Linked DNA regions of Zea mays: regions 1, 2, 3, 4 and 5 are each linked to region 6. The links are chromatin contacts, called in public Hi-C maps. All regions are on one chromosome and are shown on one strand. The core of a region is the stretch at or near the end of the contact, and the rest is flanking DNA. Distances in the headings are between cores, read along the strand shown. Region 1 has its middle 58 kb from the start of LOC118476345. Region 2 has its middle 8.1 kb from the start of LOC103646855. Region 3 holds the start of LOC103646847 (ABC transporter B family member 19). Region 4 has its middle 82 kb from the start of LOC103646850. Region 5 holds the start of LOC103646852 (glyoxylate/hydroxypyruvate reductase HPR3). Region 6 holds the start of LOC100281162 (pectate lyase 8).

Evidence for each region. Hi-C and Micro-C count contacts between places; a contact is called where the count stands out from the background.
Region 1: a Hi-C map of leaf shows a contact between it and region 6, with 6 times the contacts expected there. The contact joins the enhancer-like site here to the promoter of LOC100281162 in region 6. A contact is called at or near these places in 11 of 25 Hi-C or Micro-C datasets (bundle sheath, ear, endosperm and 3 more) and 1 of 3 datasets of contacts at active chromatin or transcription factors (leaf).
Region 2: a Hi-C map of leaf shows a contact between it and region 6, with 8 times the contacts expected there. The contact joins the enhancer-like site here to the promoter of LOC100281162 in region 6. A contact is called at or near these places in 10 of 25 Hi-C or Micro-C datasets (bundle sheath, ear, endosperm and 3 more).
Region 3: a contact with region 6 is called in a Hi-C map of tassel, with 2.4 times the contacts expected there. The contact joins the promoter of LOC103646847 here to the promoter of LOC100281162 in region 6. A contact is called at or near these places in 6 of 25 Hi-C or Micro-C datasets (ear, endosperm, leaf and 3 more).
Region 4: a contact with region 6 is called in a Hi-C map of leaf, with 4 times the contacts expected there. The contact joins the enhancer-like site here to the promoter of LOC100281162 in region 6. A contact is called at or near these places in 5 of 25 Hi-C or Micro-C datasets (bundle sheath, ear, leaf and 1 more).
Region 5: a contact with region 6 is called in a Hi-C map of bundle sheath, with 3 times the contacts expected there. The contact joins the promoter of LOC103646852 here to the promoter of LOC100281162 in region 6. A contact is called at or near these places in 3 of 25 Hi-C or Micro-C datasets (bundle sheath and leaf).

What each region holds. Positions count from the first base shown.
Region 1 is chr2:113,026,790-113,030,172 of Zm-B73-REFERENCE-NAM-5.0, forward strand. No RefSeq gene overlaps it. Among protein-coding and RNA genes, the nearest start is that of LOC118476345, 58 kb to the right of the region's middle. Within about 2 kb of position 1,357, at least 12 of the 20 cell types and tissues checked have an H3K27ac peak or open chromatin away from gene starts, as enhancers often do. A contact at or near this core is called in ear, leaf and tassel, where this site is marked.
Region 2 is chr2:113,211,595-113,214,507 of Zm-B73-REFERENCE-NAM-5.0, forward strand. No RefSeq gene overlaps it. Among protein-coding and RNA genes, the nearest start is that of LOC103646855, 8.1 kb to the right of the region's middle. Within about 2 kb of position 1,632, at least 16 of the 20 cell types and tissues checked have an H3K27ac peak or open chromatin away from gene starts, as enhancers often do. A contact at or near this core is called in bundle sheath, ear, leaf and 1 more, where this site is marked.
Region 3 is chr2:112,272,258-112,275,618 of Zm-B73-REFERENCE-NAM-5.0, forward strand. It overlaps LOC103646847 (ABC transporter B family member 19), which reads left to right and starts at 1,464. Exons shown (of 5, transcript XM_008671487.3): 1 at 1,464-2,669; 2 at 2,768-2,822; 3 at 2,903-3,078; 4 at 3,207-3,361. The coding sequence starts at 1,674.
Region 4 is chr2:112,472,583-112,475,734 of Zm-B73-REFERENCE-NAM-5.0, forward strand. No RefSeq gene overlaps it. Among protein-coding and RNA genes, the nearest start is that of LOC103646850, 82 kb to the right of the region's middle. Within about 2 kb of position 1,534, at least 17 of the 20 cell types and tissues checked have an H3K27ac peak or open chromatin away from gene starts, as enhancers often do. A contact at or near this core is called in bundle sheath, ear, leaf and 1 more, where this site is marked.
Region 5 is chr2:113,091,266-113,094,203 of Zm-B73-REFERENCE-NAM-5.0, forward strand. LOC103646852 (glyoxylate/hydroxypyruvate reductase HPR3) reads right to left here and starts at 1,337. Exons shown (of 1, transcript XM_008671489.4): 1 at 1-1,337. The coding sequence starts at 451.
Region 6 is chr2:112,763,841-112,766,741 of Zm-B73-REFERENCE-NAM-5.0, forward strand. It overlaps LOC100281162 (pectate lyase 8), which reads right to left and starts at 1,447. Exons shown (of 6, transcript NM_001154081.2): 1 at 1,135-1,447; 2 at 755-847. The coding sequence starts at 1,280.

The DNA of each region.
Region 1 (3,383 bases), core at 107-2,606, 260 kb after region 6:
CGACGCGAGGCCACGACAGGGGCGCTGGGCAGGGAGGCAACGATGGGCGTGCACCAACGATGTCGGGGGCCGGGCGGCTAGCGCTAGGTGGAGAGGCAATGTCACATGCGGGGTGACGAACGCTGGATCGGGCGCGTGAGGGACTGGACTAGGAGCAGGGTGAGGAGCCGTACAGACCCAGTTTTTTTAGCTCCGACTTCTCCCCCAATGTGGCTCCAATTTCTGAATGCTCTTTGTTAGGAGCTGTTTTTGGCACCGTTTGGGAGGACGTCTGCCGAAATCGGAGACAGTTTGAGAGCCCTCCTAAACAGGTTCTATATTGCTATTACTGAGCTTTCTGTTGTGAAGCAATTATATATCACCATTCTTATAAATATGGTATTTGATTCAATTTGAGAAATATCTTAGTCCATTATATTCACTTTTTAGCTTTTTGTTTGGTTTGTGAAATGGAATGACTTCATCCATCGTTATCTCATTCCTTAATAGTTAATATACTCGTAAACGAAATAAAATCATTTCGTCAAATTTGAGAAGAAGAAAAAATGATCTCGAGATTGACCGCATCTCACGATTCACCGTCTCATTTAGAACGTATGAAGTCATTTCTCAAATCAAATACCGTATAAGTATGTGTACTGCAACAGAATACGAAGTGCTACATTCCTGACTCCACCATCATATTGGGTCGGGCATGCACAGAAGCATGCTCTCCATATTTCTTCATGAATCTTGGACGCGATTGCATGCATCTTCGATCTTCCCCCACATGCACGGCCACACCACACATGTGTGCTACACGTACACCACCACGTAGTGAAACGGATGCTACCCTCATCGAACATTGTGTGTTGCAAAGGTTTCCATCCTTGTCCTGTGGATCTGCCCATGCATGTGGCTGCAATGCACAGCCTTATCTTGCTGAAATCTGCCCATGAGCCAACAAAACACAAGCTGATGGGGTCAGTCAATATAAATTCCCTTCTTTTTTTTGCCGGAAAATCTAAGCTGGAATTTATCTGTATCACGAAAAATCATAGCACATGATTGTATATATAGTATGATAACGCAAGGGTGAGATCATGACATTACTGTGAGTACTACATGGTTTTCATATGTCTCTCATAATTAGTTGAGAAAAACTTCATGCATGGGCACAACTCTTTACAGCATGTCCTCTAAACATTACCGTTTTCAAGATTTTTAAAATGGAAGCACTTCACGCGTGTTTAAAACCCCTACAAAATTGTAAACGATCCAATATGTAAACCCAGTTTGTTTTTCTTTTCATGAGCATGAGTGAATTAGGGCTGAATGGGCCTCTACATTAAGCCACTCTGAACCTCGTCCAAAAACTTCCGTGTTAAAGCCCATGTTTCAGCCCACCATGGGCTCCTCCCGACAGGCCGAAAGTTGTGTAGCAAGTATAAATAATATTTTTCTTTTTATTCCAAAAGCGTGCAAAACTGTGAACAACTGTAGTACATTGAGACAGATAAATCACAATCACATGACAAGGGAACGAAAAAAATGGTCAGGTTTAGGATTAAGGCCATTTTTGTTTACTATCTAGATTATATAATCTAGATTAAATAAATTGAGATGTAAATAAACAACATAAATTATTAGGTGGATTATATAATTTAGATACCTAGATTATTATGATAATCCATAAGCAGGTCTTATATAATACATAAGCTAGATTATATAATCCTGGAAGGAAATAAACAGTCTCTAAGCATGGTAGGTTTATCTGTACGGCTGATTACACAGCATTACAACAATGTTGCACAAAAGGGCAGGGCATGAAAGAAAAAAGAAAAGGTGTTACACAAGCACAACATGTCTTTTCTGCAAGGTATTTGAGTATTACAGCTCTCTTGATGTTATACGGTCATCTCATTGTAGAGACTACTATCGCTGCAAAGGTGTGGCGGAACCGCCCGAATTATTCCAACTTAAGTGCCTAAGTCCCGCCTTAGAGGCTAGACCACACTTAAATAGTAATAAACCGTCAGTCTCTCGGATCTAGTCCGATAAAGCCACTTAACCAGGATCGAATACCACTAGCTCACTCGAAGATGAGGCACAGAGAAATACAATAAAACATAATACCACAAATTTAATAAGTATCATTAGTGATTACATTATCGGAGTTTCAGAAATAATAACCATAAATTTAATGCAGCGGAAATAACTAACGGAGAAAACCGAGTATGGCAAAGCCTGGCCACGCTACTCCTCCTGGTCCTCTCCTGCGGAAGCAATAACCCACTCGACCATCTATCCCGGTGGCAGGGATGAAGGCCAAGTCACACCATCAACCAATCATCCTAAGGAGTACCTGCAAAAATTGTGCCACAAGCAAGGTTGAGTATACTAATACTCAGCTAGACTTACCCGGTGTGAGGAGTCTACTCCTCTACCTCTAAACATGCAGTTGTTTGGCCGAGGGGTTTGGTTTGCCAAAAGCACTAGTTGAGTCTAAAATCAAGTTTTAGCTTTTCAAGTTATAGTATGATCCTCTTTACTAGATGTGCACCTAGCTATTCATACATGGTATCAAACATTTTATCAATCAACATCTTTTGCCAGTAATCTCATTTCCACTTATTACTCAATGCAGTACAATGGATCAAGCAGTCTCATTAGCTGCGAGAAGCAGACGATTCGAATCGAGTTTTTATCCTTGCAAGGTAAACCTAAACACACGACGTGGCGAGGCACTCCGTCCCCACACACATCAACCGTCCCCATCGATTCCCCGTCAGCAGATCAGGGCTCACCGCCTTGGCGTACAATGCCTCACTGACCCCGACTGCCGTCGTGCAGTGACCGCACTTGTACCCATCGTAACCGGAATGGGAGACCACGTCTCAGGTCACGTGAGGGGATATGTCCACTTCCAGGTTCACTCAGGTACTAGGCTTACCAATTTACCATATTTCTCGGCATGTGTTTAGTACGTTCAAACGCTTGACACAGGTATCCGCACGTTAATCCTTATTCCAATTTTCATCTCGTAGACCACGCGTCCCCATGGACCCGTGTCCACAGACCATCACCATTCTGTTATCAAATTGGATACAACCAATTCCTGACCTCGCACGAGTGCTAGAAAAATCACTCGACTTCTACCGAGATCCTTAATTAATAAAGCAGCTACTCGACCTAGCATACTAGTATCCATCACAAAAGGAATCCTGAGTTCATGCAACTAGGGTTTCAGGCAACTCCTATACTTAAGTGCACAGTACAGGCCTACAAACATTAAGTGTAGTAAAATAGCATATATAAACGGTTATGTATAAAACCGGGGCTTGCCTTTAATTTAACACTCAGATAGTGTTTGCTGGGGGAGGTACTCGCTTGGCGAGCATCCA
Region 2 (2,913 bases), core at 382-2,881, 450 kb after region 6:
GTGAAGTGTAAGGCTTACCAAAGAGGATGGTTGAAGCTGAGCATTACTTTTAAAGTTGGTCAAAATTTTATTAGCAATTACTAAGTATAAGTAAATACCAACCCAATTAAGTAGTAGAACAAAAGTAATAACAACACCCGCAATGCAATGCATATGACAAATTGAATTTAGTTCCATAAATTAGTTGCTCATGACCGTGAGCACGGCTAGTATAACAGTTTTACACTCTGCAGAGGTTGCACATCTTTACCCACAAGTCATGTTGCCCATCTGCCAAGAGACTGCCAATCCCAAACACCTCTACCGAGGAGGCGAGGCAGGGTAACACTACGAGGCCTTTACAAAGTTCCACTAGCTTCAGAAAATTCGCTACAGTTTATAGGAAGCTCCAATGCAGGGACCCTCGTCTGACCGCCATCGCAGCAAAATCAACTCAAGGACCTCCCTACACTGACTACTCCCCTACCGCCCTTGCCCCTTTCGGGTAAGGTAGTCCTCCACTAGCTTTCCAAATTAGTCAGCCAAGGGCGTCCCATACCACCCTTGTGGTAGCACTGTTTTCTCGAGTGGTCTCCATGTTCTAATTAACATAATGATCTTAACATGAATAGTAAATAACAACTGATAAAAGTATAATCATGAATAATATGTATCTCTATATCCAAAACCACATAAAGCAATAGTAGGTACTACCCAAAAATTCAGTGGTAAACAAGGTATAAAGATAGTCAAAATAGGGTAATCTATTGGGTCCCATCAAAATTAACCTATGCAGATCATTATGATTAATCAGAACATGGCTGGGTAAAAAGAAGTGATCAAGGGCACAACTTTCCTAGGACTTGAGATTCCAGGTACCAATTTGCTCTTCAGGTGACTCGTGACCTCACTACTAAACGTAGCAATACAAACAAACATGGTATACACAAAATTAACATCACACCAAACGTAAGAGTAAACTGCGTAATAATATTCTACGCGTCGTAACGAGATCGTGGGTTCGAGAACTAGTAAGATCGGAGTTACAGTTAAGAAGATATGGTTTTACCGGGTTCGAAGTGATTAATCAATAAAACTATATATTATGGTGATTAAGATAAATCATGTGAGAAAGGATGTAACTAACTCAACTTTTAATCTTAGTTACAACAAAATCATATTCTAGTAGATGATCATAATTAAAATCCTATATTAACTCAGATTAAACATGTTAATTCAATAACCATAGGTTGGACAAATTAATTAATTATTTTCGAGAACATGTTACATGGTAAAATAATGTTATTGTGGTGTAGGCAATATTAATACGAGTCCAACGCAATTTGAACGGGTCGAATTGGAGTAGAAACGGAGAGGATATGAATTTCCTAAGATTTTATACTTATTTTTACACTATAAGCCATTTTCTAGATCTATTTAATGTTTTCTGGACTGGTATTACTATTTCCAGGAGGACAGGGTTCGTTTTATAAAATTTTGGGACTCAGTTCTAAGTGTTTCCCCCCGATGCGGATGGCGGGTTGAATAACATAAACTTCAGGGTCTCTTTAGTAAGTTCACCACGGTCGAAGGGGTACGCTTCGACCAGAACCGTCCAATCCATCACCCACGCACCAGATTAAAAGCTCATTACATCGATTCGGTGCATAACGCAGAGCCTTGGATCTAGATCCAACGGCCAAAACACCCCCATCTCCCAGACCCAACCAGATCCGCTAGATTCCAGACTGGTGGTTTGGATTTAATATGACGAAGGGTTATCCTAGGATCTAATCAGGGTCGTCCAATTCAGATCTTGCGGCCACGGCATCGTCTTCTTCCGTTTCCGGCCGAAGGCACCAGCGGCCAAAGGCTAGCCACGACGGCGCCATGGCCGGTGAGGCCATGCCGAGCCACAGGTCCACGGATTCGATGTCTATTACTGCTACAACACGCGGAGAACATGAAGAGCATGAGGGAGCATGACATACTGGTGTCTGGCACGTGGATTATTCCTCCCCGCGGCGCACAGGTGCACGGCCAACAACACCAGATCATCGGCAAGCAAACGTCCGGCAAACCAGGCCTTTCCATGCCTGTCACTGCCACTACCATGGTCAGGACGCACATGTGATTCGCCCCAGTCACCACCTGCCATCAGATCGGCCGAGCGGACCAGAAGCATTGACGGCTCCAAGAGCATCCATGGCGATACCTGGCCAATCCCTCAACATGAGCCGGTGCTCACTTTCTGCATGGCGACAGCAGTAATTTCCTTGTGATGGATTCAGCTCGGAGCGCAGGGTCTTCGGCCAGCTTGAGATCCTTGGTGGCGCTCTATATCTCTCTTTCTCTCTCCTCCGTTGACGCACGCCTGACGTCTGGCAACGCGCCGATGGCGAATTGATGGACAGCCCCCCGGTGGTGAACACTGTAGCTTCTCTCTCGGTAGCGGGCTTGGGATTGGCCAAGGGTGCTGTGGTCTATACTTATAAACGAAACAATAAGGCACCAGGATGCACGGCTGGCAGACCGGTTGTTAAGGAAAGTAGCGAAAAATCCCAACAAACCTGGTGAGGGAGATGATTCTGGCACCGCGGTCCCACTTGCCAGAGTGCTGGAGACGAGATACCGGCAGCATAACTGGATGCCCCAAGGGTCCCGTTTGTCAGTGTGTGAGGACGGCTGGAGTCGACAGGGATCGGCTTGTACGGGCGAGTGGGCTGGCAAGGGAAAGGAGGTAGTTGAGCCGCCAGTCGCGCGGTTAACTAGGCCAAAGTTGGCCCAAACGCAGGTACCCATTTTTTTTATTTATTTTTGGTTTCTCATTTCTAGATTCAAATTCAATTCAAATCTGTTTTGACTTTTGCACTCACACATCGATGCACAACAAAAAGAACTCAGCATGAATGCAATCCATAATTTTGTTTTACT
Region 3 (3,361 bases), core at 214-2,713, 490 kb before region 6:
GATGGCCAAACGGCGGCCCGACACAGTCCAGGCACCCGTGGGCCACAATTCTGGCCCAGGCACGTTATGCCGGCCTGCTGCCTGTGTCGGGCCAGCCCGTTAGCCCGTCGACCCATTTGATTAAATCAGCGTAAAATGTTAAAAAACGATGCAAGAGGTGAGATTCAAACTCATGCCCTGATATATGAAGGGCATGAGACACTAGGTGAAGCTGTCTAACCAGTAGAACATCATGTTCAGATGTTTTTAATATTGAATATAAATTGTATATATATGTATATACGTTTTTTAAAATAAAAAAATATAATCGTGTCGGGTCGGGCCAGCACTACGAGTCGAGCCTACAGCCCAAGCACAACACGACATTCTTGGCTCTTGCAAGTGTTAGGTCATTTCGGAGACCACATTGGCGCAATTGACTCCATGGTATTTGAGGTTGCTGAATTGGATGGAGCAACAATGATTTGTCACACTAACAGTAAAATGAAAGGTTATTTGTTGATTTTAAACGTTAGTGATTGCTACGAAGTAGCATAATTTATATGGAGCGCATCCAGTTTTTATTGATGTCTTACTTTAGCAATCACTCCATATTTTGATCTATCTTTTTTATAAATTTGAGTTCATGTGACTTATTTTAGAAACTTGAGCTCACAAACTTTCTCTTATTTGGTCTCTGTATGGTGGATTATGTTATTTTATAATCTCCGCTCGTTCATTCAGTCGTTGTGAACTCTCTTCTAATCGCTCACTTCATCGGTCGTGTTGTACCAATACATATTAGATGGAGTAAACAATAACATCAGTTAGCCAAATCAAAAATATATATGGAGAGCGGAGACAATCAATAAAAATTCTTGATTTTTTGGTGGATAGTTTACATAGGTATTGTTGTAAGCCGTCGCAACGCACAGGCAACCAGCTAGTAAACTTTTAAAAATCACTTAAGACCTATATTAAATGGGGTTATACATGTCTAATCCTGTAAAACGCGAGAACCGCCGGTTTCACAGGCTCTCTAGTATTGGGAAATGGTCATCGGTCACAGGCTCGCATCCATCCACCTAGTGACCTACTCCCGCTGCAGACAGGCGAGGCGACGGAACAAGGTATGTTTCTTGGTCGGAAGCTGTTAAACTTCCCAGTGCAAACCGCCAAGTGCGTGGTCGTCCACAGCCTTTATTTGCCACAGCAAATCCAACTTCATCTTGGTCCCACATGTTCGCAGTTGAAGGAGTACGTGGCACAAGCTCGGTCCAACAGCCTCAGGTACAGCAACAAGGTCACGGTCCCACATTTGGCCACGTAGTACAGCAACAAGGTCCATTTGGCACGCCTGTCCCTTTACAGGTGATAGCTTCCAAATTAAATTGAGGTTGACGGTTCTTGTTATGGAACTCCTCCTGTACAATACAAATATGGAGCCAGCCAATTGACGTCGCTATACGTGGCGATCCCACGAATATTACTACTCCTCCTCCTACTAGTATATAGCTTCGTCGAATCCTAAGGCGCGCGGCCGGCCGTCCGGCCGGAATCGCCGTCCAGTCCAAACCATTTGGAGCTGCACCCGAGGACCGCCTTTTTATCAACGCCACCGTCACCGCCTCTCTGTCTCTGGCCGTCTGGGATACCATACACACGCATGGTTCTGCTGCCCGCGCCTGCATGGTATGGACGACTTCTCCTTCTCCCGCTCCGGCACGCACCAGCCGCCGCCGCGCCGGCAGCAACGTCGCAGCAGCGCCTTCTCCACCCCGGACAACTCCACGTCCTTCGCCGCCACGCCTCGGCGGACGCCGGGGCGCCGGGGCGGCGCCCTCGATGACGCGTCGTGGCAGAGCTCCGTGTCGTGGCAGCCGGCCGACACGTCGTGGGCGCAGCCGCACGGGCTGGGCGCGGCGGTCGGCCCGTGGGCGCCGGCCGGGTCGGACGCCGCGTCGCGCCGCGGGCCGGCGCTGTTCCGCCGCACCGCCAGGGACTACTACCTCTCCAAACGCTCCAGCAGGATGATGATGCACCACCACCGCTCGTCCGCGGCGCAGCAGTCGCGGTCCGTGGCGGCGGCGGCGGCTTCTGCTGCCGGCGGCGGCGGGAAGCGGCTGGAGCTGCAGAGCGTGGTCACGGACGCCAGCCGCGCCCTCGTCGTCGCGCCCAACACCTCCTTCGCCAGCAACGACGACGTCATCATCAGCACCGCCACGGCCGGCCCCGCCGCCAAGGCCGTGGTCAAGTACAGCGACGACACGCACTACGTGTCCCGTGAGGTCTCCTTCTCGCGCGACAACCGCGACAAGCTCTACGTCCCGCCTAGGCGGGGCCGGAACGACGCGCCGCCGAGCTTCGGCTACGACGACGACGCCAGCGCCACGTCCTACAGCCGGAGCCAGCACTACGGCGGGGGTGTCGACGAGGACGACTACGACTTGGATTTAGATTTGGACTTGGACGACGACGACGGCGAGATCGAGGTGAGGGTCGGGAAGCCCGTCAGCCTCGCCGGGCTGTTCAAGTACTCCGCACCACTCGACGTCGTTCTGCTCGTCCTCGGCTGCGTCGGCGCCATGGTCAACGGCGGCTCCCTGCCCTGGTACTCGTACCTCTTCGGGAATTTCATCAACAAGGTCGTCAACACCGATAAGTCGCAGATGATGAAGGACGTCAAGCAGGTTATATTATATTATATATATGCTGCGCTGATGATGGTACTCCTTGCCGCCGGTCATGAGCGTACTGATTTACGTTGCTGTGTTGGGTTTGGATGCAGATCAGCTTCTACATGCTGTTCCTGGCTGCCGCCGTTGTCGTCGGCGCGTATCTTGGTAAGCACCGCGAATGCTCGGTTCTTTGGGAGCTGGCATTCCGTCCTTCCCCTGATGTGATGGTGAGCTCGTGCATGCAGAGATCATGTGCTGGAGGATGATCGGCGAGAGGTCGGCGCTGCGTATGCGGCGTGAGTACCTCAAGGCGGTGCTGAGGCAAGAGGTCGGCTTCTTCGACACGGAGGTGAGCACCGGCGAGGTGATGCAGAGCATCTCCAGCGATGTCGCCCAAATCCAGGACGTCATGGGAGACAAGGTAACATAACAGAGGACGCTGCTGCAGTGCTTGCTTTGCTTGGCACTGAACAGTGAACATAGCTAGTTACTGGACAGGGCATCATGCTAGCTTGGCTGATCAATCTGTCGCCGCGTACGATCTGACAGATGGCAGGATTCGTGCACCATGTCTTCACCTTCATCTTCGGCTACGCGGTGGGCTTCAGCAAGTCGTGGAAGATCGCTCTCGCCGTCTTCGCCGCGACGCCCGTGATGATGTCGTGCGGCCTCGCCTACAAGGCCATCTACGGCGGCCTCACCGC
Region 4 (3,152 bases), core at 284-2,783, 290 kb before region 6:
AAGATGCCGATGCAGACAGTAATCACAGGCGTTGTGCAGGCAGCTGACGAGTAGGCTTGCATGGCCGCTCGGATGCCAAGGGCGAGCCTCGCCGGGGTGTCGCTTGGCCAATGCGCCATGGCCACGTAGAAGCCGAGCCGGGGCCGCCGCGGGCAAGCCGCGAAGGCCGCCGTGCGCGCTGCGCTGGGCGAACTACGCCAGGCCGCCACACCGCCGCGGACGAGCCTCGCCAGCCGCCATGCTACCATGGGCGAGCCTCGCCAGGCCGCTGCGCTGGCTGTGGTTGCAGGGGAGGGAGAGAGGCATTGAATGGAAGATGTTGTGGGCGGTTTCTCCTCCGACCTGAGCGCGCACAAGCAGATGATGAAGACGCACGATGGAGAAAATAAAATTAACTCCCTGACATGTGGGCCCAAAGCCAGGAGGTGGCGCTGGGGCTGAGCCAGCCGACCATAGCCGACTGGGCCGGGGGCGCGGGATGTGGGCCATGGCGAGGGAGCCGCGGACGCGCACTCGAGCCGGGGAGGGGGTGCGTGGCGCTAGGCCGCAGGTGGGCTGCGCGCGCAGCTGCTGGGCTGGGGATTGGGCGAGGCTAGCGTGGCCACGCGCTGGGGCGAGGGAGCGGCTGCGGGGTGCCAGGCCCGGGAGCGCTGGGCCGCGGTGGAGCGCAGGAGGGGGCTAGGTGGGCTGCGGGGAGGATTGGGAAGGGCTGGTTTCTTTTATTTTTTTCTCTTTTTATTGCTCTTGTTTTCTATCTTCTATTTTATGCTATTTTCTTTTGAATTCAACTTCAAACACAAATTTGCGGACTACGTGAATGCACAACTAGAATAAATCAACATACAAAAAGAAAAGATGATCCAACATGTTGTGCAATAATCATGACCCTTTTAGATATGTTTCCTAAAGTTATAGGTGATTAAACAATAAAACTATATTTCATTAATGTAGGTCATGTGAGAAAATATATAACTAACTACGTTCAGCTTTAATCTAAGTTATTACTTGACTAAAGATCATATTTTAGACAAATTATGATTATAGAGTATTATATTAGCTATATTAGAAAACTAGTCCGATAAACATAAATTAATCGAATTAGTTATCCAATTATAAAAGTATGTGACTTCATACGATCAATGTTGCTACTATGTAGTAAATATTCATACAAAGGTAACGCAATTCAAACAAATCAAATCGGGGTTAAAATGATCAAAATATGATTTTCCCTAAGTTTATTGCACTAATTTTTACTCTAAAAAACATTTTCTAGGGAATTCCTCTATTTTATAATCTACTTTATTTAATTTAAAGTGATCAGGGACGGCGACCATTATTTCCGAGGAGCCTAGGGGTTTGTTTGAAAGAAACTGGACCTGATTTTAATTAGCTTCTAACTGATTCGGACTGCGGGTTTGTTTAGCAAAAACGTAGGGGCTCTTATGCAATTGTCACATGGCCCAAGGGGTATTGGTGAAGATCAGTCGTCCGATCACACACCCGCGGTTGAGATCAGATCTGAACCGGTTCTCAACCTCGCCCGTCCGATCAGATTTGAACCGTCTAGATTTTAATTGACCGACATCAACACGCACCTGTCCGATCTCGTGCCAACGGTTGGGATTCAAAATGTGAGGGGGTACTTTGAGCTCTAATCTCACTTGTCCGCTACCGGATCAATGGTCAGCACAGTATTCTCCTACCACCAGTCGGTAGGGCGCCGACGCCCACACGCCCATGGCGACGATCTCACCGGCGATAGCCAAAATGGCCAGCAGGTGACCTATCTCCCCACCCGAGATGACCTATACAACATATGTATAACGGCGAACACGGTGAGGTGACTTACAGAGCGCGCAGAACGATGGCTGGAGCAGGCCACGATGAGGTGCGGCCCACGGCGACAGAGGGACTCTGGTGAGAAATCACCGGCGCCCCGGTTGACCAACGAAGTCCGAAGTTTCATGCGCACGTTCTAGGGACTCAGGTGAATCACAAGGGTCACTGGGTCAGCCCCCGAGGGCGCAGCACAGAGGGGGTCATTGTTCGCCAGAGGCGGTGCGTTTTCTACCTCAGAAGCTCGATTATGGCGGCTTGCGAATAGCGGTGTGGGTTGAGGGTAGAGATGTCAATGGGGAACCGATACCTGTCAACCCGTGGGGAATTCCCCTATTAGGATACGGATATGGGACAAAAATTGTACCCATGGGTATGAATATGACACAAAATCTCCACCCATTGGGTAAACGGGTATGAGTTTGGGAAGCAATAATCCGAACCCGATTATCCATGGGTATTTCATACGTGTATACCTGTCGTGTTTGTATGAATGAATTGAGGCTGAGCCGGCCCCCAAGCCCAGCACGGCAGCGCACCTGGCCCAGGTCCTAGCCCAATAAGGCAACACGGTAAGACAACTAGCAGACTAGCAAAAAATAAAACTCTAAAATAACCAATCATATGCTACGCCCTGCCCAGACGACGATGACGACCATGGATTCTCGGGCGGCAACGAACTTAGATGGTGACCAAGGAAGGTGAGCAAACTCCATTTCTCCATTTCTTCTATCGGTTCCGAAGTACTTATTTCTTTTCTGATGGATGGATGAATGAATCATGGTTCATAGATGAGTGCTTGCCGATGTGGTGATGTCTGAAATCTAGATTTTTTGTGCTACCTGTTAGTACCTAGTTATCCCTTAATTGAGATGGGGACCCATTGGGGACCCGAAACCCGAATGAGGATAGGTATGAGATGAGTTTTGCACCCATGATGGGTATAGAGATGTGGATGGATCAAATATGATGAGGATGTGTATGAGATGGTATAATCTGATGAGGAATTCCCCATTCACATCTCTAGTTGAGGGAGCTACGACATCCAAGGGCCCGGTTTTATAGAGCTAATGTCGCAGTCTAGGTCGAAGAGAACGACAGATCCCGTGCTTTGCGTGGGTTTGTTCCCGTGTGAACGCAAGGTGGTTCCGTGGTGGGGATAATCCTGACAACATGACCCTATCGATCAGTTTCTGGGCGCGCGGCGAGGAAGGAGTCCGACGCCGCATGGGGACGGAGAGTAATATGCCCCCTTGGGCCCACACGTCGGTGGCACATAGCTTCCAGGCGCACCCGATGACTGCCCTGCCTGAAGG
Region 5 (2,938 bases), core at 87-2,586, 330 kb after region 6:
GCACCGGCCAGAGGCCGCGGCGGACGAACCGCTCGGCGGCCGACACGCGGCGGAGCACGTCGATGAGCAGGCCGACGGCGTGGTCGGCGACGTCGGCCGAGAACACGCTGCCGGAGTTGGCGACGGCCACGCCGCGGCGCGCGCACTCGCCGAGGTCGATGAAGTCCACGCCCGCCGCCAGGGACAAGACGCAGCGGAGCGACGGCACGGCGTCGAGGAACGCGGCGTCCACGCGGGCCGGGCCCGCGCCCACCACGACGGCGGCGCGAGGGGGCTCCGGAGCGGCCGCCGCCGCGGCGAGGAAGGCTGGCAGCGGCTCACCTGAGGAGGGGGAGGCGAAGAAGTCGAGGACGCGGAAGCGCGACCGCAGAGCGGCGTGGAAGGACTCGTCCACGTGGGGGACGAGGAGGAGGACGACCTTCGGAGCCGCGGGCTCGCCGCCTGACGCCATCGTGCCGGCCGGCGGAGGGAGAGGAGGCCGTGCGTAGTTGTTGAGACTTTGCGAGTGATTAGGACCTCTAACCTCTTTCAGGTGGAAGGTAGTTTTCTTGTGCAGGGGCCGACTTCCATCCACTTGCAGTGTCACTGTTCAGAAGCAGCGAGATGAGCCCTCAGCATCCTTTGACTTCGCGACGCCGGTGATGCATGTGTTTTATATTCGTCCATCTGAATATAGACATAAAACGACTACCACTCTTTAAATATGTCACTGTGGTTTCTTCTTGAATTATAGCTTCTCTAGCTGATATGCACAACCAAAAGAGTGGATAGAGATGCCACTTTGCTCCTCCGGCAATTTCAAATTCAGCTTCAGCAAGTCATTCAGGTTCAGCTTTTGCAAGTGGATTTGGCTCCTACTAGTGTGCCTGAGACATGGTACTAGTTGTTCAGGTTCAGCTTCAGCAAGTTGTTCAGGTTCATCTTCAGCATGTTGCTAGTGTGTCTGCGTGTGTTTTTTAAATCATGTATGTATCTGGCTCCTGCTGCAGTCTGCCTGAGACCTGGCACAGGTTACTTGTTTTTTTTAAACTTCCCAGTTTCAACTTTGGCTTAAATATTTACTTTCTTGCAGGCTACATCCTGCCTGATACAAGATGCTGAAAGAATGTTATGTGCCCTAGACATTCTGCTTTCCAGGCAGGAAGTTCTAGCTACCTGCCGTAACTCGTTAGCATATAGATGTCAAGGTCAAGGCAAGGCAAGTAAATTAGTTGAACGGTGACAAGATGCTAATAAATTAGTTGCAACATGATCAGATGTTGTTGGATGTACATGCAATGGAAGGAAAGCGAGTAGTAATGCCGACGAGGAAAAATGGTGACGATGCGAATGACGTTGTTTAGGTTTGCCGTGAAACACGTAGGCTGTTTCAAATTTTTGGGAATCGGATATCAGCATTCTAATGCGGGTTAAGATTTTTTTGGACGAAATTATTCTAGCAACAACCCCAATAAGAGGTTTTTTGAAGAATATTTTAGTTTCATTTTAGAGTTGCGACGATTCTTTGAGCATCACAACATCCAAATATCCGGTGTGACAAGGACTCAAATTTTTGCTTGTGGATCCAAACAGCCCATGAAAGTAACGGGGCATCACATGTGTCCAACGATGTCCCTGTCGGTTCCTGTGCGTAGGAGGAAAAGGGATCTCTCTATGTAAGGGAACCACTATGTTCTCCTTATTTTTAATTGCTCTGGTATTAATCACATTTAAGATTCGCAACTTGATAAAAATATGTATTAAAATTTCAAAAATGATAAATACATGATAATTAGTAGAGTTATAGTTGTAGTGTATAGAGAGAATGATCGAAGAAAGACCGACTATATGGAGAGAATCTTTTAAAGAGTGATTGTCAAATATATTAGAAAGTACAAATAAGGAAAGATGCATCGTGTTTCGAGTGAGCATCGACAAGTAAAATTATGATGCACGTTTTAGGCCCAAATGGTGTGCGAGGTGGACACAAGAGTTATACTGGTCCAAACAGAATGTACCTACTCCAGTCTTTGGTGGCTTGTGCTACCGACACCAAATTTCTCATAGCAAGGGGTTACAAGCAGGCGAGAGATGGAAGAGTTCTCAAGTCTCTATTTGAGTACGTGAGTTGGTCATGGTTGTGTGTCCTTAGATGGAGTTTTATGAGATCATCTTCTCCCTCGTCTGTCGTCTTTCTCTCTGGCTGAAGCTGACCCTTCCTTTTAAAGTTTAAGAAAGGAGCCTCTTACAAGGGTCTCCCCCGCGAGCGAGTACATAAGAAGGTAAAAAAGAGGTCTGTTATCGGTAAAAATGTGTTGCGCTCTAGTACTCCGTCTCGTACTTGCTGACTTACTTCAGGCTGAGGCACCACCCCTTTGCTTACATGAGTATAATATTTTGTACCCTAAAAGTACCCGCTCTTGACTAGGGTGTACCTCGTAGTGGTGGCATAGCACCGCTTGTAACGACGACGTAAGCCACTAGGATGGGTTGACTTTAGGGTGGTTTTATTCGTACCCTCAGCTTTTGTTGACCGTCATACATCCTAGTCTGCCTAGCAGGTTTTCCTCCTCTCTCCATGCAAGAGTCGTAAGCTCTATAGTGGACCTAGATTCAAAGGAGCATGGGGCCTGGCTGGAGGAAGGATGGCACCCATCCTTGCGATATCGTGTGGGATGGGGCAACCGTGGAATAGATACGGGGCGATAGTATGATCAATTGACTCGACTTTGTGGGTCCTTGTCTATCTCGACTGACTCCATCTGTTTGTATCCATATCACCCAACACTGGGGGTCGTCCCGAGGTTCGCCCCTCTAGTGAGGTGGAGGTTGTTGGATGGGCCAGCCATGGCTTGTCTAGATCGTTTCCACCCCTTCCGACTAGTGGGCACGAAAGCCTAGGGTTTTTTACCCTAATAGTAGCCCCTGATCCCCTAGGGAATGTCCAAGGCTGGCCAAA
Region 6 (2,901 bases), core at 197-2,696:
TTTTGCGGACTTCTCTTTTCTTTTTTGGTAGCCAAAAGCGCAAGACCAAATGAGTGCCTCCTCTGCTCTACGCCTCTACTGGGTGTGCATTTGCCGGGGACGCCGAGGGACACGCCGCGATCCCGCTTGCTTCCTCGGCCAGCTTTTCCGCGGCTTCTTGTCCGCCCCTTGTCCTCCCCAAATCTTTACCCCTACTTTACCGTGGCCGGTGCAGGACTGCAGGGACGGCACCGGCACCTGCACGTCGGGGTTTTGGTTGCAGCAAATTACGAGACGGCCTCTCACTATCTACTACCTCTACCTGCCACTGTAACGAACTCGGCAACGGAAAGCAAGGGGGAGAGCATCTCCCCCGACCCGCTCTGCGCTTCTGCAGTCTGCTGCACACGGCTCTAATCCGAAATTGAAACAACAACAAAAAGTCCCCCGGCCAGCCCCAAATTACGAATTCCGCTTGTTACCGCGCACCACCAACGTCCCCCCCTCCTAAAACACAAGAACAGAGTTTGGGGCCGGAAATGTTTTGAAGCAACGTCCCTCCTAGAACACGAGAAGATTGTTGGCGGAACGGAGCAGCTGCTAGTGCTGGCCCCGGGGATCTAAACGGGGGACCGAACCTAAACCAAAAAGGAGAGGATTGGACGGCCCAGATCGCGAGCGCATGGGCCGACGCACCGGATCCGTCCCACCTGGCAGACATCAATCACAGGCGCGAAGGAGGAAGCAGAGGACGGAATTGGTGGATCGCGCTCACCTCGTCGTCGTCGTCGCCGCCACCGGCGCCGGCCAGGAGGAGTCCCGCAGCCACCGCCTCGCGCCGCCCGCCGCCACGGCCGTGCTCCTGTGCCTGCGACGCATGTGGTGAGCCGGTTAGGACTTGGTACAGTCGCAGGCGGTGCCGCGCGGGCGTCAGGGTCGGGGCAGATGGAAAGCAATTTCGGAAACGGAGAGCCGCTGCGAGGCGGAGACCGGGTGCCTCGGTTACTAGGTGTCGGTAGCAGAGCGAAGTGGCTAAAACCGTAGCAAAATTCCCAAGCAAAGTTGAACGAAACAGAGGCAGCCGAAAACCCCAAGCAAGCAGAGCCCGCGGGCGCGACCACATTACACAGCTTGGAGGGAGAGCACTTGACTCACCGGAGGCCGTCGAGGACCCTCACCCGCGCGCCAGGGAGCACCGCGCTGCCGGCGACCACCACGAGCACGAGGAACGCCGCCGCGGCGGCGGCGGCGGCGAGCCCCGCCGTCCTGGTCCTCGCCGCGGAACAGTCTGCCTCTGCCATGACCCACCCCGCTCCTCGCCCCTCGAGCGCCGCACACCCTCTCAAACTGCGTGCGTGGGTGCGCGCGCGGAGAGAGAGAGAGAGAGAGAGAGAGAGGGAGAAAGCAAGGGACGAGTGCTGGGCGCGGGGCGGAGGCGGAGGCGGAGGACGGTGGTGGAAGCGAGGAGGAAGAGCTTTGAGCGCCGCGCCGATTTATACCAGTGCCGCCCCTCCGGCCTCGAGCCCCTGACCAGCCGTACCCACATTGCCCCTCCAGATCACTGGATTCCCAGACAGGTCCCCGCGACCGCGAGTGCAAGGACCTAGACGCAAATGCAGGAAACTGTATGGAGGCTTACACGGTTTTCTGTGCCTTCCGAAATCTGCAGTCGCGCCAACTAATTGCGGGGGTTAGGATGGGATTAGGAGGATGGTACGTGCATTACGTACAGTCCAGCAAAGTCAGACGGTACTGGGGCTTCCACCAAACTGGCGTTGCCGCCTTGCGGGCGTCATAAATAACACACGGACTCATTTCCAGTTTCCGCTCTTGTTTTTTTTCCGCTCTTGTTTTTTTTGGACTCGTTGATGCCCATGTATGATGTATCTATCTAAGAGCTTCTCCAAGAGACCGGCTAAATAACTCGTCAAACCAAATTTTGGCTACTCAACAACAAAATAACTCTCCAACAGACTACTATCTAAGAGCATCTCCAAGAGACTAGCTAAATAACTCGTCAAACCAAACTTTAGCTACTCAACAACAAAATAACTCTGCAACAGACTAGCTATCTGATTCGTCAAGCTATTCGGCTCTCCAAATTGGCTCTTTCACTAGCCAAATTTGGCTAGCTACCTGACTAGCCAAACTAGATAGATAGTCTGTTGGAATGAGATGTTATATATAAAGTGTAATATTTATAAAAAGGTAAATAGATAGTTAAATAGAGAGCTAAAAATGTAGAGTCTCTTGGAGATGCTCTAAAGGATGTTTGTTTTTGGATTATAATCTACCAAGACTATATAATCCAACAACTTTTGAAATGAGCGTTAGATTAAAGGATATTGCATTTATATAATCTGGACATATTATAATCTTAAACAAACACTCCGACACAGTTTAAATTATACATCAATATGCTTGCATTAAAATGGATACATGAACTTTGATACAAGTCTTAAACACTATGTGTGAGATCGGTCAGTCACACTAGTGTCAGTAACGCTGACTACTAGTCAGCAGGATAACCATTGGGGAGAGAAAAAAGCACCCGCTAAAAAACGAGCACCAGTGCATTTGTTCTTAAAGGAGAGAGAAAAAGGCAATTCGTGAATATTGGCGCTGTTTGTGGTGCAGAACTGCAGATTATGGCCTAGGCTCCCCAACGCCAGCCGGCTCGCGTGGCGCACCCGGGCCGGTCAGCGGGCGGCTGGTGCATCCAACGGTAGGGTAAACGAAACGAGCATTGGCGGCGTAACGGAAGGGAACGGAACGGAATCTCGAGAGACCCGGTGAAAGCGGTGGTCCGTTTTGGTGTGGGGCAGCGGGAAGGGCCTCCTCCGAAGAAGAAGCATCCGAAGGACCAGCGGCCAGTTAACCAGAAGCGGGCCGCCGTGGCTTTACGCTGGGCTGGCTGGCTGG